7 separate regions of the Mus musculus genome follow, and regions 1, 2, 3, 4, 6 and 7 are each linked to region 5. Evidence: chromatin contacts called from public promoter capture Hi-C data. All regions are on one chromosome and are shown on one strand. The core of a region is the stretch at or near the end of the contact, and the rest is flanking DNA. Distances in the headings are between cores, read along the strand shown.

Region 1 (3,059 bases), core at 78-2,577, 6.0 Mb before region 5:
GTGATCTAGTAGGAGACAATGGAGCATAGGCTCTCCCACTAATCCCACTAGACCATCCCTTTTCAAACCCCCATGAGGACCCTACCCCTTCCCCCATCACTCTACCAAGCCCTGCCCTCACTATAAATAAAGCCTACCTAAGTCCATTCTCCCCATGTCCTCCACTCAGAGGTAAAGTTTGCTCTTGGTGTCCCCATTGTAACTGGTCTTTTCTGCACAAGCTTAACCTGTGTCCACCCCCACAGCCTTACCTGCCTAAGACCCAGCACACCTACTCCCCAAAGAAGCCTACTGCAAGGCCGGCAACAACCTTGCCACTTGCTAGCGTCCCTGTTCTCTACACCATCTAGTGCACACCCAGTCACTGCTCACCAGGACATGCAGGAGGCCCAAAGCGTTGCAGGCAGCGGCTGCAGCACCTCTTGTCAGAGTTCCAGTACTCAAGGTGGCCACAGAAGCTAGAGGCTTCCATTGACGCAGCCCGGGTCAGGAGCAGCACTGCCACCGCCACTGTCCAGAGAAGCCAGCTGGGCCCCATCTCAGCAGAGCCTGCAGCTTGAGGGCTGTGACCACTTCCACCCACACTGTTTCTGCAGCACATTCCAGGAAGTCCAAGGCAGAAGAAAGCGGTGGATGTGGGGGTCACAGACTTCCAGAACCTCTTTGGGAGCTGGCGTGTCTCATACCCAACTCCAAGCCCACAAGGCGTATAAAGAACTTGATGTGGATCACCAGATTATTTGTAACCTTACATACCTGCCTTCTCATTTTCATCTCTAAGATGGGGTAATAGAACTTGTCTCACTGGGTGAAGGCGGTGTGTGTGTGTGTGAGAGAGAGAGATAATAAATCTACTTAAAAGATCACAATAGGCGTAGTGTGTACACTTCAATCTCAGCACTTCAAGTACAGGCAGGAGCATCTCTTGGAAACCTGAGGCCAACATGGGCTACATAACAAGTACCAGGCCACCCAGAGCGAGTGAAACTCTGCTTCAGAAACAAAACAAACAAGCCAGACACCACAGTACCTAGCAGAGAGTAAACTTAGTTCAAAGTTTTATAAGTGTTAGGAATTATGTAGTGCCTTCATTTCGGGGTGGTATGGTGGGTTTCAATTACCAGGCCTAACCTACTGTAAACTCTCACCAGTACCTAAGCACCTCTCCTTTTCTAACTTCCATCTCTGTTTGGAATCCTCTGGCCTGTCACAAACAGGCACCTGTCCCTAAAAGGCACCTAGAATGGATAATCTGAGGTTACAGGTATTAAAGCAGCCCCGACTTACCAGTGCAGACCCAGACCCCAAGCTGGCTCCAAGTTCCTCTGCTGAGACTGTGGTTGGCTTACACCCTTTCTTAGGTGTGGGGGTGGAAGGAAACCACAGACCTTGATTGACAAACTTCTTAACCTTTATTGGAGGAGGGACAGGAGGAGGAGGTTCCTGTGTCGAACAGATTATATTATGAAGCTCCGAAGCCTGGGGATGCTGGGACTGGAGAGTGAAGGGCACTTTGAAAAGGGACGCTGGACAGGAACATCTATGCCCTTGGGTGGAGAGCAAGGGCACCCGTCTCAGAAGCGACCATGCCGGTGGTCTGGGGAACGACGTCGGTTCCTTTCTCGGGGACGGTGACCTGTGTGGGACCTTGGAGGTGACCTAAGAATTAGGAAGAGGAGTGGACAGAGATGGGTAGGAATAGTTAAGAGTGGTCAAGATTTTTCCAGGCCTGTCTCTTAGGGACAGGTGGCTGGTAATGTCATCTGAGGATTGGTACTCAGGGACAGGTACCCAAGCTGGGGGTGGATATGGGGTTTACACTGTTTGGGACACTAAGACTAAGGTACTTCTACCCAGGCAAGGCTCAAAACTCTATTTAAAGCACAAGAGCCCACAAGTTAGCATCAGGTTCATCCTAGGGTACAGGAGAACACAGCACCCTGGGTCTGAGGTACCTATGCCTGGGTCCTCGCCCATAGAGCTGCCGGCGCAAGTTCCGAGATATGGGCCGTAGGTGCATAAAGTTGCAGAAGCCACCTCGGGTGCATTCCCTAAAGACAGAGAAGGCCACCATCACTAAGAACTCCCTATCAAACACTCAAGCTTCTGGGACTCTGATGCCCAACCTACTTTTACACTACCTTACCCCATCTCATACTGCCGGCAGCAGGACTCTCGGAAGTCAGTGACAGGAGACAGCTCGGCATGCACAGCCTGCCCGTTGAACCAGCGGTTATTGAGTTCCGCTACAGCCCGCTCTGCATCCTCCTCCCGCCGGAACTGAGGGGAAAGTGGGTGACCATGGGCTGTGGAATTCAAGATCTTCAGGGGACTAGTCAGCTCTGAGGCTGGACTCAACTTATCGATAGTCCTCAGGTTGGGAGGTTTCAGTGGTGGCCATAGGCACTGAAATGTTTCCACTTCTGGGTTCTAAGCAGGGGGCAACAGGCACCTTAACGTAGACATTGCCCACGAGGTGGTCCCCGAGGTTGTCACACACATTCATCTCTTCAATCTCTCCATACTTCTCCTGCAGTTCTGTGAATACCTCCTGCAGAAGATGGGGAGAAGCTCAGCTAAGGTCTGGCACACAGGAAACCCAGTTACCCTGGCAACCCTCACCTCAAAGAAGTTATCATAGTGTTCTTGCACCTCCACGTCGCTCACGTGACCTGGAGGAGGGATGGAGGGTGAAATGAGGGCGTAAACTGCTGGGGCTGTCTGCCCAGTCCCTGAACTATCTAGCCTTTTACTCACAGTGTGATCCATCTGCAGTTTGGGCTGTGTTCTGTGGATTCCGGTACAAGTTGAGCAGGACTATGGTCTGAACAAAATTTAAAAGAGACCTGAGCTCAGACAGAAAGCAGGGCTGCATACAGTGTGAGTATGAAGTTGGGGAGAGAGAGATGTGAGCCAGTAGAGTCAGAGACGCCAAAACTACCTAGCCAGCCAGGGGGCGTGGCCGGTGTTCATGGGAGGCGGGGTCCAGTCCCGGGGAAGAAGGGTCTGTCTACCCAGAGGACCAGGTCAGAAAGCAAAGAGGGGTAGGATTGGCTTTA
Region 2 (2,852 bases), core at 242-2,741, 5.0 Mb after region 5:
CCTGGAATTCACTCTATAGACTAGGCTGGCCTCAAACTCAAAAATCCGCCTGCCTCTGCCTCCCAAGTGCTGGGATTAAAGGCGTGCGCCACCACTGATGCAGCACTCTGGGATGCAGAGGCTGACTGTACCACACTGGAGGCGCAATGTGCAAACCAGACACGGGAGGGCCCATAATCCTAGTACTTTTCAGGCAGAGGCAGGAGGATCACCAGAAGCCAGCTTGGGTCATACAGTGAAAACCTGCTTCAAGAGTCGGGTTGGCGTAGGGATACTCAGGGAAGAAAAGAGAGAGCAGAGCAGTCTCTGCAGCAGGTCTTGAACTCCCACACAGTCATGGAAGTTCAAACTGCCATGTAGCCTATAAAATCAGGGAGGCAGCCGGGCGTGGTGGCACACGCCTTTAATCCCAGCACTTGGGAGGCAGAGGCAGGTGAATTTCTGAGTTGAGGCTAGCCTGGTCTACAGAGTGAGTTCCAGGACAGCCAGGGCTACACAGAGAAACCCTGTTTCGAACCCCCCCACCCCCACCCTCCCAAAAAATCAGGGAGGCTCCTGAGACCTGATGATCGGGCCACACTCCCACTAACTCTATTACCTCAGCTGTAGGGCCCCCAGTACGGACACAGTCGGTGGCAGCAGTTAGGAGCTACGAGGAGAGCCCTGGGCAAGCTCATATCTGTGCAGGCTCACAGAAAGCTATTTTAATCTCTTTATTAGAGTCAAGGTGACACAGAGCAGAGAGGAAGCAGGCTCCCTCCTTCCCAGAGCATGTGCCTCTGCACAAAGCAGCTTCTTCATGACCTCCCTAGGATGAGAAGGAAGACAATGGGAGGTGGATGGGAGTATGACACACAGGAAGGCACAAAGGAACACATAAGTGGTGGTAACTATTATTGATTACAATATTTCAGTGATCCCAGCGCCACCTTCCACATTACCGGGTGGGGTCTTTACTCATTACAGGGGCAAATCCATACTAAAAAACTCACTGTGTGCTGGGGTGTAGCGCGATCAGCACGCACTTTATCCAGCACACAGGCAGAGGGGACAGATGAGACCGGGTATGGTTGAGGGTGCATTTTCTAAGGAGGAAACGGAAGGATAGGAAGATTAAAGATGTTGAGTTGCATACTAAGTGGGTGGTGAGGCGAGCCCTCATCTGAGCCCAATAACAGCCAATTACCCTAATTATCAACGGCGCCCCAGGACGAGGCCTAGAACTGAGCGCCTTGACCCAAGTCATCTCGCTCCGCCTCAGCAATGACCTGCCATAAGGCTCGATCACACCCCACTTCTCCACCCCGAGGCCACGGCGTGCCGCTCACCCCCGAGCCTGGGTCCGGGTCCGGGGCCCACAGCTCCGCCACCATCTCGGTGTGCAGAAACTCGAATAGCACCGCGTCCGCCATACGCCGCCTCGCGACCCTCACGCCTGGCCAACGCTTCCGGCTCCCATTGGTCAGCTCGGGAGGTAGGCCCGATCTGATTGGTGATCCTATTTAGCTCCGCCTGCTTCTTGAAAGCCAGGAGGCGGGTCCACCGAGCCCCTTCCTTGGCCGCGCTGTTAACATCTTCCGCCCTTTCTTCGCTTCCCTCCCTGCTCCCGAGTCTTCGGACATCCAATTGGCTGAGTCTCTGATTCCTGTGAGGGTCCAAGATTAAAAAAAATAAATTTACGCGTCAAACGGAATTTTCCTAAATACATAAGCAAATAAATAAATAAACCCACACTACGGAAGCGACTTGTCTAACCGCTTTCCTATTGGCCATAACTCGGCTCACGTGACGCTGCGAGAGACCGGCTCACTTCCGCCAGGCAGCGGACCCCTTGGGCTCGGAGCCTCGGAGACCCGGTATGGCCTTCCTTCCGGGACTCTGGTGTCGGTGGCTCTTGTTAAGGGTCCCCTCGGGCGGCTGTCCTTTCTGTTTGCCCTGGTGCCTATTGCGGCCAAGTGCTCGCTGGCCAGGAGGACAGTGGAGGGTGTGGCCTGTGCTGGTGGGACTCTGGGAACTCTTGGTTACAAAGCTTTTAAAACTTACTTTATTATTGTCAGTATTATTTTGAGACAAGTTCTCACTATGTATGTAATGTTGGATGGCCTGGCACTATTGAGGATCAGGCTGATCTCGAACTCACAGAGATCTTCCTGCCTCTCCTCCGGTGCTGGGAATTAAAGTCATTATTATTATTTTATATTAGTTAATGTATATATACGCGTGCGTCTCTAGCACGCGTGTAGAGCTCAGAGGACAACTGTACGGGCCTCAGTTCGCTTCTTCCACCATGTGGGTCCCTGGGTTCGAACTCTTGGCGTCAGGTTTGATTGCAAGTGCCTTTTCCCAGCTGAGCCATCTCGTGTGACCTAGTTCTAAGGCTTTGCCTGGACGGTCCTTGATGTCCCCGGTGTGCACACAAATGATACAGAGGTGCACAATTCCAACCCATGTGTACACGAGGAAACTGAGGCCCAAGTCAGGACTCGCTGGGGATGGCGGTGAAGGGGCTGGGACTCGGGACCTCACGTCCGCTCAATTCCTCTTCTCCAGCTCCGTGCCATGGAGTCATCCCAGGGTCGGCGGAGAAGGCCGGGGACAGTGGTACCTGGGGAAGCTGCGGAGACCGACTCGGAGCTGTCTGCATCCTCGTCCGAGGAGGAACTATACCTGGGTCCCTCGGGCCCTACGCGCGGCCGTCCCACGGGGCTGCGTGTGGCCGGGGAGGCGGCGGAGACCGACTCGGAGCCTGAGCCCGAGCCCACGGTTGTGCCGGTCGACCTGCCCCCGCTCGTGGTGCAGCGCGATCCGGCGGAGACTTGGGGCACGGAGGAGACCCCTGCCATGGCGCCTGC
Region 3 (2,862 bases), core at 358-2,857, 6.2 Mb before region 5:
CTTAGTGAAGTTCCCTGGCATTTGGCTTTTACAGGTCCACTCTCAAATGCCAAGATGTCATTTGAATGGGTCAGATCAAATCAGCCCCAATGCCAACCCACCCCCAACCCCCTGTGTTCCTAAGGGCTACAGCCCCCAAGATCTGTGTCTGTAGCTCCTTCCCTCTGCTCCCAAGACCCAGCCTCGTGCCAGTCATCGCTTCATGTAACGTTTAATGCAACCTCATTAGGGTATTGTGATCTGTATCCTCTTCCCCCGTGTGGGTACATGCAGATGCACGGGGCACATGTACCGGTACACCAGGTACAGGTGATAAACATGTCTTCCTCCATTGCACTCCACTTGTTACCGAGGCAAGATGTAAGGTAGCTTGACAACTAACTAATCTAGCTAGTCATCTTGTTCCAAGGAGCCTCAGTCTGGAGCTGGACTGCTGGGCCTATAAGTGTCCATCAACCGCCCAGCCTCTATATGGATTCTGCGGATCCAAACACAGAAAGCTCACGCTTATGTGACAAGCACTTTTATCCACTGAGCTCCCCTGCTGTGTCCCTGAGACAAAGGTTCCACCTGCCTTGATCACATTCTGTCACCAACACAAAAGGTCTCTGTCCAGTATACCAGATGAGTGACTGACAATGTGGTTTGAGAGTCTGGGTTCCTGGAGATCTTTGCTCGACTACATTTATCTTTGAAATTGTCACGCAGGTGGTCTCCACGGACTTTAACGGCAATCCCCATTCTTCCATCTTTGATGCTAAGGCTGGAATTGCCCTCAATGACAACTTCGTGAAGCTTGTTGCCTGGTAAAGGGGAAAGATGCCAGAGGATAGTGGGGGAGGCTGACAAGAGGGCGAGCGCGCGAGTGCGTACACGTACACACACACACACACACACACACACACACACACACACACACACACACGCCTGGTAAAGGGGAAAGATGCCAGAGGATAGTGGGGGAGGCTGACAAGAGGGCGAGCGCGCGAGTGCGTACACGTACACACACACACACACACACACACACACACACACACACACACACACACACACACACGCCTGGTAAAGGGGATAGATGCCAGAGGATAGTGGGGGAGGCTGACAAGAGGGCGAGCGCGCGAGTGCGTACACGTATACACACACACACACACACACTGACGCCTCCTTCCTCGCCTCCTCAGGTACGACAACGAATATGGCTACAGTAACCGAGTGGTCGACCTCCTCCGCTACATGTTTAGCCGAGAGAAGTAACACAAAAGGCCCCTCCTTGCTCCCCTGCGCACCTCGCGTTCCTGACTTCGGCTTCCACTCAAAGGCGCCGCCACCGGGTCAACAATGAAATAAAAACGAGAATGCGCACAGCTTTGCCCTCTTGTCTCTGCGCCGATCACCTTGCGTTCAGGGCGGGGTTCAAAGTTCTCGGATGAGCGAGAAGAGGTGGCGCTTGGCTCCGAGCCGAGTGGGAGAGGGAAAGCGCTGTCTGAACACAAGGTCTTCAACGGTGTAAGCAAGGCTCTGGAAGTCCCTGCAACACAGCCGGAGCTGGGCGCTCTGACGTCACTGCACGCGACGTACCAGGCCGGACTACAGTTCCCATAAGGCCGCGCGCGGGCCACGGCAAAGCAGGTGGGCGCCAGGCCCCGGTGCCGGCGAGGCCGACTAGAGGAGACGCTGCGCCTGGCGAGTCCCGCATTTGCGGGACCGGGCGGCTGGCGTCATGACCCTGTTCCACTTCGGGAACTGCTTCGCCCTCGCCTACTTTCCCTATTTCATCACGTACAAATGCAGCGGCCTGTGAGTGCAGGGCGGGCGCGGGGTGGAGAGGGTGCGGGACCCGGGCCGACCCCTCACCGCCGGCTTCTTCAGGTCTGAATACAACGCCTTCTGGAAATGCGTCCAGGCCGGGGTCACCTACCTCTTTGTGCAGCTATGCAAGGTGAGGGACTCCCGGACTCCACGTGTCTGGCCTCCAGGCATTCCAGATCTCAGGGGCCTGACTCTGCAGCTGTCACCTTCCATAGGACCACCCTCGAGACAACGCTTAGGGACTATGCCCGAATACCTTAGAAGGGATGCAAGGCCAGAAAGGCCCTGATGCAACTTTTTCTTACAACTGTTGTAAAATGAGAAAACCTCTTAGTGCGATATTTCACCCACAGGGTGTCGCAGGGTGCTGCCTAGGCATTTTTAGACATCAGATTCCCCCGTGAACTTCTAGACTTTTAGAAACCAGGCCACTTGCCCTCTATCTCCCAAGATCACGTGATCTTGCCACTTACACCTAGAATGACCCCTAGAACCCAGCGTCATATCCTCTACTTGCACACTTACTTTCCACAGTATCCACATAGTTTTTTGTTTGTTTGTTTCGGTTTTTAATCTCCCTCACCTTCCAGTGACCTTTCTACTTTCTGATCTCAGATGTTGTTCTTGGCCACTTTCTTCCCCACCTGGGAAGGTGGCATCTATGACTTCATTGGGGTAAGTTGAACAAGGGAAGGGCAAGGAAGAGTGCAGGAGTCGGTTCACCTGGTCCCCGTGTTTACTCGAGCCTCTACCTGACCCACAGGAATTCATGAAGGCCAGTGTGGATGTGGCAGACCTGATAGGCCTAAACCTTGTCATGTCTCGGAATGCAGGCAAGGGGGAGTACAAGATTATGGTTGCTGCCCTGGGCTGGGCCACTGCTGAACTCATTATGTCCCGGTGTGTGGAGCAAACTGGAGCCCAGACTTCCGGGAATGGACAGCTGGGTCCCACAGGGGTGCTGAGGGGAGGTGATCAGAGGCTGGGTGCTGGGGGTGGGGGAGTCTGGGTACTAGAGACTGCCTCCTTTTGCCTTCCTCAGATGCATCCCCC
Region 4 (3,002 bases), core at 157-2,656, 5.4 Mb after region 5:
CACTCTTGGGTTTATTGAGGAGACTCCTGGATAGAGAACCCAGGGGTGAGATGGGTTCAAGTTGGAAATGTACGTGATCAAAGCCACACTGTCCAGTGTCTCCCCAGCCCCCTTTCTGGTGCAGTCTTTTCTGGAGGCAGGAGAGACATTTCCATGGTAGCCTGCCCCGGCTCATCTACCTAACCTCTTCCACCCACCGCTGACCTTGAATTCTCAATTCTCCTGACTCCACTGCCTAAGGTCTGAGATGACAGAGGCTCACCATCATGCCTGGCAGTTGATTCTTCTTTCAAACCTTACTCTATCCTTATATCTTGTCATCTGCCACCATGGTACATCCAAACCTTGGCCCTTTCTATCCGCAACCTAAACTTCAATCATCTCTCTCCATGAACCTCCGCCCCACCCCACAACATCTCACTGTAGAAGCCTGGCTGCCCCAGAACTCAGACTTGTCTCTGCCTCCTGAGTATTGGGAGTACAGGCACGTGCCACTATGTCTAGTTTGTGTGTGGTTAAGGACCAAACCCAGTACCCACAGTAGGTAAGTACTCTGTCCACTGAGCTAAATCTGCATCCCAAGAACTGGGCTTTCAATGCATCCTACTGTGCTACCTACTGGCATTATATCTTTCCTGCTCAATTCTCCATCCAAACCTGATTATCTAAGGTGTATGTACCTATTTATTACTCTATGGCTTTCCTACTCCACTCTTTTTACAAGCACCAGGGAGATTCCCCCACCCCCTTGGAGGCAAGGACCTTTTATTTACCATGTGTCTTAACTTACAAGCAGTCTACATAGTATATGCTCAATGAATAAACACGCACCAAACCACTGTAGTACCCTGCTACTCTGACAGTCTCTAGTTAGGTTCTCTAATTTATCCTGGTTACGTCCCATACTTTTCACTATTTCTAACAGTTCTTCCTTCCCCGCCAAGCTCTTTATTCATAAGACCACTTCCATTTAAAATTACTATTACTTTTGGAAGCGGTCTCGCTATGAAGCTGGCCAAGGCCAACTAGCGAACCTCCTGCATCAGCCTCTCGAGGCCTGGGATTCCAGGCATGTGCCATCAGACTCAGCTTTCCCTTTATGGTTCCTTTCCACAAGACTCAGGACCTCGGAGAGTCTCATGCCCGTTATGGAATAAAGCTGTCCCCTCTCCGGAACTCAAGATCCGAGCGAGGCCCCAAGCCCGATCTCAAATACCCCAGAAGGAAAAACATTACTTTTGCCCGAGGAACTCTACCCTCAGCTATAAAAACACCCCATTTCGACCGTTATTCAGCTAAACTGTCCACCTCCATCTCCACGGCCCCGCCAAAGCCCAGCCCGGCCTCACATGGTGTAGGTTTCGCTCGCAGATCACTCCCGCCTCCAAGCGCGTTGCTCCAGCCTTTGGCGTACAGGGCGAGAAGGGCGGGACTTCCGTCTCCTGCGGCTCACTTCCGTCGGCGCCTGCGCAACCAAATACCAGCGGCTGTGGGCGTGGCCTGTTACCATAGCGACCCTTCAGGCTGCACTCTCCTGTAGAAAATGCCTATAAGGAGGATTTGAAGCTTCTGAGGATCACAATAGGGTGTCTGCTCATGAGGAAAATAATACGGGGTCTGACTAGAATTATTTTCCCGTCAAACCGTCCAGTTGGAAGATGGAAAACACAACCCCATTTCCAAATACCCTCGGACACTTTTCTTGAGGGCATGGCTTCAGGTAAACCAATCGGCTCCTTGTTTTAGGGATGGATGCCGCCCCTTTTTTCCTTGAACGACAGTTTCTTGATCGACTTCCGTGAGGGGCGTGACCCCGCGCCTTGGAAGGTTTCGCACATTCGGACGCAGCCCATTGACTGGTCCTCTTCCGTGGAGGCGGGCCTTAAGGTTTCCGCCCTCCTTTTTGGGTGGGGCGGCGCTTAGGACAGCCAATCGCAATCGTCTCAGGGAAGGACGCAGTTACTCTGCTTCTTTATTGGGTTTTGTAACCTCAGCGAGGCGGATCTTGGCCTAAAACTCAAACCACCATACCGGGATTGGTTTCAGAGCAAAGCTACCATGAGTCCCGGGAGCCGCGGGCGGCCCCGGCAGCGGCTCGAGGATCGTGGCCTCATGAAACCACCCTCACTTTCCAAGCGCCGTCTTCTGCCGCGAGTGCAGTTCCTGCCCCTGCTGCTGCTGGCGCTGGCTATGGGCTTGGCTTTCTATATCGTCTGGAACAGCTGGCACCCTGGGGTTGAGGAGATGTCACGGAGCCGGGATCTGCGGGTGAGCCCTGGCTGGTGCCCAGCCAGCGTCATTTCCCTCTTTCCCTTCGTATTGAGTCTCAGGTTACCGTGGTCTTATCATTTGGCTTTTGCCGCCTGTGCCATTTATCCATGACTTGAGCGCGTGCCCCTACCCAACAAAATAAGGCTTCAGGCTTGTTTTGTGATAGACCCCACTGAAGATGACGAGTCCTCATAGCAACACTGGTAGAACTGAGTTCTATGCCCAAGCCATCTATTTAGAAATTTCCATCACCCGATTGCAATTTCCTCGTTAGGACTGCGGTAGGCTGGACCAGATTTGCTTTGAAGATTTCTCCCAGTCTAGGAAATCTTTGATGCTGGAGATTTGCATTACCAGGAAGAGCCAGGACTCCTAGTAGGCAACGGCGCCCAGGATAAGGTGGGAATGGGGTTGTTTTCATTTTTCTTTTTCCCATCCCATTTCCCAACCAAGGTCCCGCTGATCGGAAGCCTTTCAGAAGCCAAGCTGCGGCTGGTGGTAGGGCAGCTGGATCCGCAGCGTCTCTGGGGAACTTTCCTGCGTCCCTTATTGATTGTGCGACCCCCGGGTAGTTCTGGCAATCTCCAAGTGAGAAAGGTAAAGGGTTTTATTGTCAACCCCCAACTTCCTTTCCCCAGTTTGTCAGGAAATGGAACTCAGGCTCCGAAGATCCCAAAACAGCCAGGAGGCAGAAGTGATCTGATGGGGGTCGGGGGACAGAGATGGGGAGT
Region 5 (3,076 bases), core at 237-2,736:
AAAGTGATCCCTGCTTATGGCAGAGTCTCCATGATCTCAAACTCTGTGCTCATGGGTGTGGTGGGTGCTGTCCTACGCAAATAAGTAGGGTATGGACGAATGGGCAGCCAAGAAAAGCTTGCGTCTAACACTCTAGGAACAGGGCTCGAGAACTTTAAAGACCTCCGTAGCTGAGTTGGATCTAAGGCCACCCCATCCAGCCCGAACTGTCCCCTCACCTCTGCAGCGCCTCCGCCTGGGTCCGCAGCACCACCTGCAGGCGCTCTAGCTCCTCGCAGCGGTCACTGCTGCTGCAATCCGCCGGCGGCACAAAGAGAGGCGCAGCTCCTAACCCAGCACTGTTCAACAAGGCTGCAGTCTCATCCCGGGCTTTAGCTGCATTCTGGGAATCTCCAGGGCGCAGATTCCGGACAGCCAGCAGCGGGGTTCCTCTAGCCAGGGCGGCTCGCGCTGCCTCTCCCAGAGCTGGGGTCAAGGGCTCCTCGCTCCCCTCAGATCCTGGTAGCACCAATACCAGCAAGTTGGCCTCCGCCGCCCAGGGCCCGGGAGCTGCGGGTGGGCAACTCAGCTCACCCAGGAAGAGGCCCGGAGCCGCAGCTCTCAGGCTGGGGACTCCAGAGTCCTGCCGTCCATCGGGAATCTCTACCGTGTCCACATTCTTACCGCATAACGCGGCGATCAGGGCGGACTTTCCCGAGCCGGGAGGCCCCAGGAATAAGGCAGTCACGTCACCCTGAGGCAGAGGCATTGCTGGAAAGCAAGAGGCGGGGAAAGAAATTGGTCAGGGAGCACGTAAGACTTTTTGTTTGCTTCTTTTCTAAGACAGCGTCTCGCTGTGTAGCCCTGGCTGGCCTGAACTCATTACGTAGACCAGGCTGGCCTGACATTCAAGAGATCGATCCTCTCCCCTCTGTCTCCCAGAGTGCTGAGATTAAAGGCGTCGCACTCCCCCACACCAATCAACACCCTCTCCTAACTGATTCACTGTAGATCCAGGCTTCAGTCCTCCAGCCTGTCCTCTACTTCCATTCTCCAGTGTCACGCTGCAGGACCTAGAAACTCAACCCCCAGGGCCTATTCCTGGGAGAGCCAGGTATATGCCCATTCTCCACACGAATGCATTTCTCTATTTAAAAAAGAAGAAACAGAAGAAGGAAAACAAAAACCCTCAAAAACCTGACTGCCAAACTCGAGAATGGTCTTTCCCCTCCCCATTCCAAATCACCAACCGATCAGAGAGGTGACACGCCTGGAGAGCACAGAGGCCCAGCCCCTTAAGACGAGCTGACGGAGGCTGAAGGGGCAGGAGTGTCCGGATTTAGAAACATCCGGACTCCTTCAGGTGGCTCTATACTGACGTCATTCCTTCCAAGACCGGTGTGTCTTGGAGTGCCACTGCGGAGAGGAAGAATTTTTGGCAGCTCCTTCTTTCTAGCTAAGGCTGTTTGGGCAAAGGCACAATAAAACCCATGCGCGTGCGCAGAAAGTTTTGGGGCGGTGCCCCACCAAGACCAGCAACCAATACGCCTGCGCAGTACGTGCAGGGTTTGTACGGCAAAGGGGGACAGGAAGCGATGAGCCCACGCAGTAAGCTTAGCGTTGTACGGAGCACACAACCAACGTCATCATCACGCACCCCTGTACAGAAAAGGACCTCTCCACTTGCCCTTGCGAAGACTTGCCTGCCGTGACTATATTAGTGCCGGACTGCAACCTTGAACCTGACTCGGGGACAATGGTGGTGCAACAGATCACTGGAGTCTGGAGACTAGGAAAAACTATCCCGCTCTCGTCCGGTGGCAGAGCTGTGGCGACCAACTGTCAGGCGCAGCTAAGGGACAGTCTTCGGGGAGGAAAGCAAGAGGCGTCCGTGACCATCAAGAACTAAGAGCAGAAGGCAGTGCATGGGAGCAGCGTGATCCAGAAATGAACTAGTGAACGCGGGCGGCGGTGACTACGGTGAAACAGTAATCAATGTCAGAGAAGGATGTCTCCTGGGAGAAGGCGGGCTCAAGTGTGAGCACCACTGCTTGTGCGGGGGTTATGGTTGACACGTGAGAAACTAGGATGGGGCTGGTAAGAAAGACCAAGAGTTCCACCTTCGAGGGAATTCGGTTTCGTGAAGATGAGGACACAGGGGCTTGAAGACCGAGGTGTCACAAACCCGAGGAGTCTCCCATGTGAGACTGCTGAAGCTTTTCTAGTGAGAGTGTCATTAGAGTTCAGTGAGTGTCAAAAAATAGAGCGAGGCCCACTAAGGTTGGTGGCAGCCACGCCCCCCCCCTCTCTCTTTCATATCAGAACATCGCCCTGAAGACACTGTAGAGGGCAAGCGTCTCCCAAGGAATGGAGTCCAGACAGCCCAGGAGACGACCTCTTTGAGTACTGCCAGAAAGAGGGGTTGGGTGCAGGAGTGACAGACACTAAAGGGACCTCCATATCTCGACGCCCCGCCCTGCTACAGGTGGCCGCAGTGACTACCTGCCAGGAATGACCTCCTCTCATGATCAAAATTATTTCCCTTGATTTGGGCACACAAACAGAAGCAGGACGACATTTAGAGGAATAAAGGGCTGCCAGGCGAAGATTGGGTTGTGGGGTGTGACTGGCAATATCATTACCTGGAATGAGTCCCCAGGGTTCTTGTCCCACTTTCCCCCTAGACTTTCAATATGACTATGCTTCAGTTTCCCGTAGCAAACGTGTGCAACACGGGCTATGGTGGTAGCACACCTTTAATCCCCGAATTTAGGAGGTAGAGGCAGGCCGTTCACTGAGTTTGAAGCCAGCCTGCTCTATAGAGAAAGTTCCAGGACATCCAGGGCTACACAGACAAATCTTGTCTTAATAAACAAACCAAAACGGGCATCACAGCTCACTTCCATGGGGTAGTTATGGAATTAGCTGTCGAAAGGGGAAAACTTGACTTGAATGAAATTTAATTTAAATGATAACATCTACTTTATAACAGCTGTGACCCTGACTGAGTGTTCTCTGCACTGGGTGCATTCGATGCCAAGTATGGAGGAGTGACCTTGATTATCTCATTCGGCTCTAATGTCGGGCTGCGGTGTAC
Region 6 (3,045 bases), core at 76-2,575, 5.8 Mb before region 5:
TGAAGCCACACCCATTCGAGAACCAACATTTGGGCTGCTCCCACTTGGCAGCCCTTTACACCAAGGCTGAAGACATCTAATTTAAGATTTCCAGGTTCCCGAGCCTTCTAGAAAGGTCTTTATATGGGTCTAAACTAGGAAGGATAATGGAGCAGAGTACCCCCAAAAGGAATGGGGTTATTAATAAAATTCTCATTTCCTACTTGGTAAAACGTGGAAATATGTCCAGCTTGGAGATGATAAAATGTAACTCCAGTTCTCTGAGGCAAGAGAACTGAAAGTTCAAGGGCAGCCTGAGCTACACAGTGAAAGCATATCTCAAATAAGGAGGTCGGGGGAACCGGGGAGATGGCTCAGTTGATAAAATGTTTGCTGTACAAGCAAGTGCTCAAAGAACCAAGCATGTGGCACCGGCTGGTCAGTGACTGGAGGCAGATTCGTGGCGCTCACTCACCAGCCACCCTAGCCAGGTTCAATGGGAGACTCTGTCACATAGTGGAAAGTGACTGAGAGACACTGGCACCGGCACGCATGATGTGCCTGTATCCCTGCTCACACTTAGGCACACAGAGTAAATACACAAAACGATTAAAAATAAGTGAAATACTGATTGGCAACCAGATGTCCTTACGGTGTCCCTTCCTCCACAGCACCCCCCAGAATCATATCATCTGAGCAAGGGGCAGATTCCGGGGGACAGACAGGAAGTGGGACTGGAACAGAGGGTGTGCTCAGCTCACCTCACAGGGCTTGCCCCCGTCTTGATGCTCATGGGAAGAGGCCAGGGGGAGTCTTGAGGGGCTGGTGGCAGACTCAGTGCTCTTCAGTTCACCCATGCAATGCTCAGGCAGGCCCAAGGAGGCCTGGACCTGCTCTGGCCTAGAGAGGAGAAAGGTTGATGGGCCACCTGTGAGGCACAGTGTCTCCTTTTCCACCTCACCATATGCCCACTTTTCTCCATGTCCTTCTTCAGTCAGTCACACATGGCCCTTCCCACAGACCCCTCCCTCCCTCCCTCCCTCCTTCGGAACCACTATCAAGCCCCAGTCCCCACCTGCTTGTCTCTTCCTCAGGTGCAGGGCAGATGGTCCCTCCGACAACATCCAGCTCTCTAGGAGCTGCCAGGGGACAATTCACAGGCTCTGGCGGGAATTCACGGCCAAGAGGTGGAACCAGGGCCATGGCCGTGCACTTGGGGATCGTCAGGTGAGGATGTCCAGTAACAGCAGCCGCTTTCTTAGACAGTCCAGACCCCCATGCTTTCTCAGCAGGACTCACAGCCTAAGTCCGAGGCTACTGAGGGGCCCAGGGGCCAGCCTAGCTCCACCCCTTCCTGGAAGAACCTGGACTAGAGAAATCTGATGCCTGGCTGAGGTGCGGAGGCATTTAACTCCTTCCTCCCCAGCAGGAGAACCTAAACCTTCCAATACCACCCGCTCGCCATCGTGGGGCTTTGAGAGAAAACGTCACCCATCTCAAGACCTTGGATCCTGTCACCTTCAGGGACACCTGTGTCTCAGGGCCCGTCCCATTCATTTAAAGTCTCAGGTATAAGGATACTGAAAAAAAGTCCCAGCACCTGGCAGCTAAAGCCTGTCACCTCAGGCAAGCTGGTCTCAAGTTCAAGGCCAGCCTAGGCAACTTATGGAAGCCCTATTGCAAAACTAAAAAATAATGCAATTGTTGCCTGGGTTGTAGTTTAGTGGTACAGCATTTGTCTAGCATCCAAGAAGCCCTAGGTTCTATCTCCAGTATTGAAGGGGGAGGGGGGGGCAGAGAGAAAGAAACTGAAGTATCTCTTCCCATCTAGTTAAAAAAAAAAAAATCCAAAACGAGTAAAGGTATTTTCTGTTTATTTGGAATGGTGTCTTCTCCATGGTTTCCATAGTTACTGGGGAAATAAATAACCCTGGACAGCTACCTCTGCCCTAGGGTTCCAAGGTCTTAGAACCTGGTGGTCACTTGCTCAGCAGGAGGCTGGCGCGCAGCACACGGGGCACGCGGCGAATGGTCAGTGAGACACGGGTGCCGCGCACCAGGTGGGCTCCGGGCAGCGCTGACTTGCAAGCGGTGGCATTGGGTGGCAGCGAGGTGGCGTCCAGCTCATCCACACGGGTAGCTGAGATGCCGTGGAGCAGGCGTGTGTAAGCTGTGCCCCGGAGCACCAGCAGGCTCCGTGGTTCCACCAGCAGCGAGGTGATGGGCCGTTGAGGAGGCCTGGGCTGCGGGAATCAGTTGATAATGGTAAATGGATATCCAGAGTTTGGGAGTGTGTGAAAAGTCAGCGGGCATCCGTAGCTGGTCAGGGGACAAGGGTCAGCAGGCCCTCAGGAGTGGTAATCTATAGGTTCTGGGGACAAGACTATTGGCCCGCCGTGTGTGTGTGTGTGTGTGTGTGTGTGTGTGTGTGTGTGTGTCCAGTTCTTTGGGAGGAGACAGGGCCTATGCTGCATTTTAAGACATAAAGGGCTACTACATTGTGGGAGCTTCAGCTGGCATCTGAGGGGCTGGGACAGACATGGGCAGTCCTAGGGATACTTACGCAGAGCTAATCTGGGGGTGCACTGCTGGGGTCAGGCTCTAATACAGAGGTTAAAGGGAATGGCCTATCCCGGGACTCTGGCTGTTAGGGAGGCTTTACTCAGGAATGGTATTACAGCAAGCCTGCCTGGGTAGAAGAGATGGAAAAGACGGAACTTTAGGGAGTGGAGCTAACATCTGGCCAGGGTGTTCGGAGAGTTGGAGGAAGACTCTATGAACACTGGGGTATCAAGAATGCATGACTTAAGAGCTAGCAGTCAGAGATAAGGGTGTCCCCAAAAGAGCCGTGTGAGGTTAAGGGGAATCTAGAGGTGATAGAGCATATGACTAGAGTTTCAGGACGCTGGTATTAAGGTGCCCTGTACAGTCTAGGAGGACACAGGGGCACACATGAGTGAATGACACAGTGGGATATCTTGAGGATGTCAAGAATATGCATTGGAGCCAGGCACGGGGGCACACGCTTACAACGCTGGCACTGGGAGGATGGGACAGAAAGATGGC
Region 7 (3,083 bases), core at 538-3,037, 5.1 Mb after region 5:
CCCAAACTGGCAGCAGCATTTACCCCAAACCTCCCCCCCCTTCCCTTTCCTGGCTCCGACACCTCCCTCTGCAACCTGGCTCCGACATCCTGCCCTCTCCAACGCCCTCCACTGCCTCCCGGTGCCCAGGCCCCTGACTCACTTCCGAGCCTAGAGCAAGCCCCCAGCCTCCCGCTTCTGCAGGATGTCTAGGCCACCAGCGTTTCCCTCTCCAGGCCCCTCCTCCTCTTCCTCGCTGCCAGCCTTTCCCCAAACCCTCCTCCTCAGAATTCCTGACACCCCCAAGCCCCCAGCATGGAGCCGGGTGTGGTGGCGCAGCCTCCTGTAATCCCAGTCCCCGGAGGCTGGGGCCGGAGGACCACATGCTTTTGAGATTTTTGAGGCCCAGGTTTCAAGTGAGACCCCGTATACAGACAATCTCTAAATGCGAAGATTATGCCTTTAATCCTGGCAACTCCGGAGGTCAACCTGAGTCACGTGAGATCAAAACATCAAAAGCCAAGGCAGGGGACGAGGCTCAGTTGGTAGAGTACTTGTCTGGCTTGCAAGAAACCCTGGCTTCCCACCCCAGCAGCCATGCAGGGCTGCAATCCACACACTGGGGAGAGGGAGGGCAGGACCAGAGCGTCAGTATAGTCTTTGGGTATATAGAAATTTGACACCAGACTGAGCAACGTGAGACTCTGTGGGAATTTTGTTTTCTTAGTTTTTCTAGACAGAGTTTCTCTTGTAACCTTCAGTGTTCTGGAACTCACTCTGTAGACCAGGCTAGCCCTGAACTCACAGATCCACTCACCTCTGCCTCTTGAGAGCTGGGATTAAAGTGTGCACCACCACTGCCTAGCTGAAAAATTATTAAAAAAAAAAAAAGTCCTAAGGTCCATGTTCGAAAACTGATCCTTTTAGGTTACACATCCTTGAGCCTGACTCTGACATCAGCATCACCAGCCGGGGCAGCCTTCATATCCTATCCTAGCCTCTCTTGATCACTCTCTCTCTCTCTCTTTATTTTAATTAATTAATTAATTTTGTATGTGGGCACACAAGCCATGGTCGGTATGTGGGGTTCAGATGTGAACTTGCAATCGTCGGTCCTCTCTGCCTTGTGGGTCACAGTGACTGGATCCAGCTCTTCAGGGCAGCAAGCATCTACCTGCTGAGCCATCTTGATAGCCCTTCCTTTCTATTTAATTAATTAATTAATTAGTTAATTAATTAATTAATGGAGACAGAGTCTCAATCCCTAATCCAAGCTTGTTCAAACCGGCCAGCCTCCTGCCTCAGCCTCCGCTCCTTAGTGCTGGCCCTGCAGGTGTGAGGAGCCTGTGTGTGTGTGTGTGTGTGTGTGTGTGTGTGTGTGTGTGTGTGTGTGTGTGTGGCTTTCTGGTAGCTGCAACCCTCCTCACTGGAGGCAGCCAGGCACTGGCTGCCCACCCCACGGGGGTGTCCCCATCCAGTGTCAGAGTGTCAGAGTGCATTAGACCTAACATCCCCATCTCCCTCAGCCAGGAGTGGACCCCATCTCTACAAGTCCTTCCTACCTCTCTGGATCCCAGAGCCCCAGTCCCTGCCGCCGCCGCTTCACCGCAGCACTCACCAAACCCAGCCTTCAGCCTGCATCTGCTCACCCAGCCCTCCTGCCTCCAGAGTTCTGGGTTCTGATGAGGTGTCCCATCTTTGGAAGAAGTTGGGGGCATGCTTTCTTCACCCCGACACTCACCTTCTGTCTGTGCCTGTCCTTCTGTCCCCTCTTGCTGTCCAGTCCCCAGACTACTTGGGCCAGGACTGCTGAGAGCTTGGATCTAGGGGGGGGGGGGTTGGAGGAGGACAATTTCCTGTCAGGAAGCCCCTCCCTCTCTGGGGCCAGGGGCTGGAAGGCCCCATTATCTGTCTGCCCTTCTAGGCCAGGCTGTGGTTGGGCCCTGCTGTGACAAGGGCCACAGACCCCTCTCCCCGCCCTTACCCCCCCTCCCAGCTTTGCCGGAATCCGCCCGCCCTCCTGCCTGCTTTTCACGCCTCCCAAGGTAACAACATCATCCTGTGTGCCCAGGGGAGACACCCTGAGCTGGACAGGGGCCCACAGCTGAGCTCTGGAGTAATGGAGGTGTGGATAGGGTCTCAAGGGAGCATGTGTTCCTCTTGTATCCTCTGCTGGGGGACAGGATTCAAAGGAAACTCCACTGGTCCCAGAGGCTGGATTGAGGACCCAGTGGGGTAGCCCTGTCATGGCTTTTAAAATGTAGCTCTCGGCCAGTGGGGCGGTGGTGGCTCATGCCTTTAATCCCAGCACTGGGGAAGCTGAGGTAGGTGGCATCTCTGAGGCCAGCCTGGTCTACAGAATGAATTCCAGAACAGCCAGTGACTCATAGCAAGATTCTATCACTCCTCTGCCTCTGTCCCCCACTGTGGGCCAGTCTCCCAGGGACCTAGCTGTATTGTATCATAACCACAGAGCACCTTCCATCAGATGATAGACTCAACTGCACGTGCATGCTCTCCTTTTTTCTCCTTTTGAGACGGGGCCTCATTATGTAGCCCAGGCTGGCCTAGAACTCACAAAGATCCTGCCTCCCAAGTGCTGGGATTGAAGGCTTAGGCCACCTTGCCTGACTCTTCTTTGCATGTATGTGTTGGGGGTGCCGGGGAATTGAACTCAGGGCCCTGTGCACGATGGTCATGTGCTCTGCCATGATACTACTTCCCAGTCAATCCTTTACAGATTCCCCAACCCGCCCACTCCAATGAAGGTGCAGCAGATCTGACTTTTTTTTAAGTGTATTATTTATTTATTTATGTTTGTGAGTGACTACAAGTATTGCGTGCATGCAGTGCCCAAGCCCACTAGAAGGAGACAGATCCCCTGGAACTGGAGTTGGGTGGTTGTCCACTGCCCCGTGGTTGCTGAGAATTGAACCCTGGTCCACTGCAGAAGCAGCCAGTGCTCCTAACCACTGCTCAGTTCCGTTCTCCAGCTTCACATTCATACTTTTATGCCTTTCGGTTTAATGGATCTTTATGCACTCCCAGGGTTGCAGCAGAAAGTGCTAACATCCGATTCCAGAACATCTCGGTCTCCTTGAAGC

What was found. Promoter capture Hi-C pulls out the DNA fragments that hold promoters and counts their contacts.
Region 1: a contact with region 5 is called in a promoter capture Hi-C map of pre-B cells. The contact joins the promoter of Igflr1 here to the promoter of Irgq in region 5. A contact is called at or near these places in 4 of 39 promoter capture datasets (cranial neural crest, maxillary cranial neural crest, pre-B cells and 1 more).
Region 2: a contact with region 5 is called in a promoter capture Hi-C map of cranial neural crest. The contact joins the promoter of Trappc6a here to the promoter of Irgq in region 5. A contact is called at or near these places in 1 of 39 promoter capture datasets (cranial neural crest) and 1 of 484 Hi-C or Micro-C datasets (embryonic stem cells).
Region 3: a promoter capture Hi-C map of cranial neural crest shows a contact between it and region 5. The contact joins the promoter of Tmem147 here to the promoter of Irgq in region 5. A contact is called at or near these places in 2 of 39 promoter capture datasets (cranial neural crest and frontonasal cranial neural crest).
Region 4: a promoter capture Hi-C map of pre-B cells shows a contact between it and region 5, with 5 times the contacts expected there. The contact joins the promoter of Snrpd2 here to the promoter of Irgq in region 5. A contact is called at or near these places in 3 of 39 promoter capture datasets (the HPC-7 cell line, cranial neural crest and pre-B cells).
Region 6: a contact with region 5 is called in a promoter capture Hi-C map of cranial neural crest. The contact joins the promoter of Syne4 here to the promoter of Irgq in region 5. A contact is called at or near these places in 1 of 39 promoter capture datasets (cranial neural crest) and 1 of 484 Hi-C or Micro-C datasets (B cells).
Region 7: a contact with region 5 is called in a promoter capture Hi-C map of cranial neural crest. The contact joins the promoter of Exoc3l2 here to the promoter of Irgq in region 5. A contact is called at or near these places in 1 of 39 promoter capture datasets (cranial neural crest) and 1 of 484 Hi-C or Micro-C datasets (B cells).

What each region holds. Positions count from the first base shown.
Region 1 is chr7:30,563,695-30,566,753 of GRCm38.p6, reverse strand. Igflr1 (IGF-like family receptor 1) reads right to left here and starts at 1,327. Exons shown (of 5, transcript NM_145580.2): 1 at 1,288-1,327; 2 at 373-590; 3 at 1-5. The coding sequence starts at 538. It overlaps U2af1l4 (U2 small nuclear RNA auxiliary factor 1-like 4), which reads right to left. Exons shown (of 8, transcript NM_170760.3): 3 at 2,758-2,824; 4 at 2,623-2,672; 5 at 2,453-2,551; 6 at 2,147-2,280; 7 at 1,956-2,051; 8 at 1,390-1,659. The coding sequence ends at 1,575.
Region 2 is chr7:19,507,309-19,510,160 of GRCm38.p6, reverse strand. Trappc6a (trafficking protein particle complex 6A) reads right to left here and starts at 1,491. Exons shown (of 6, transcript NM_025960.4): 1 at 1,329-1,491. The coding sequence starts at 1,412. Bloc1s3 (biogenesis of lysosomal organelles complex-1, subunit 3) reads left to right here and starts at 1,791. Exons shown (of 2, transcript NM_177692.4): 1 at 1,791-1,856; 2 at 2,551-2,852. The coding sequence starts at 2,560.
Region 3 is chr7:30,728,279-30,731,140 of GRCm38.p6, reverse strand. Tmem147 (transmembrane protein 147) reads left to right here and starts at 1,607. Exons shown (of 7, transcript NM_027215.2): 1 at 1,607-1,797; 2 at 1,870-1,939; 3 at 2,425-2,484; 4 at 2,573-2,709; 5 at 2,852-2,862. The coding sequence starts at 1,721. It overlaps Gapdhs (glyceraldehyde-3-phosphate dehydrogenase, spermatogenic), which reads left to right. Exons shown (of 11, transcript NM_008085.2): 10 at 709-806; 11 at 1,182-1,362. The coding sequence ends at 1,254.
Region 4 is chr7:19,148,242-19,151,243 of GRCm38.p6, reverse strand. It overlaps Snrpd2 (small nuclear ribonucleoprotein D2), which reads right to left and starts at 1,406. Exons shown (of 3, transcript NM_026943.1): 1 at 1,350-1,406; 2 at 1-26. The coding sequence starts at 1,351. It overlaps Qpctl (glutaminyl-peptide cyclotransferase-like), which reads left to right and starts at 2,048. Exons shown (of 7, transcript NM_026111.3): 1 at 2,048-2,268; 2 at 2,725-2,868. The coding sequence starts at 2,059.
Region 5 is chr7:24,529,058-24,532,133 of GRCm38.p6, reverse strand. It overlaps Irgq (immunity-related GTPase family, Q), which reads right to left and starts at 1,486. Exons shown (of 3, transcript NM_153134.3): 1 at 1,230-1,486; 2 at 219-750. The coding sequence starts at 748.
Region 6 is chr7:30,313,096-30,316,140 of GRCm38.p6, reverse strand. It overlaps Syne4 (spectrin repeat containing, nuclear envelope family member 4), which reads right to left and starts at 1,325. Exons shown (of 8, transcript NM_153577.2): 1 at 1,055-1,325; 2 at 741-879. The coding sequence starts at 1,182. Alkbh6 (alkB homolog 6) reads right to left here. Exons shown (of 7, transcript NM_198027.3): 7 at 1,838-2,222. The coding sequence ends at 1,959.
Region 7 is chr7:19,461,991-19,465,073 of GRCm38.p6, reverse strand. It overlaps Exoc3l2 (exocyst complex component 3-like 2), which reads right to left and starts at 1,787. Exons shown (of 12, transcript NM_001370800.1): 1 at 1,721-1,787.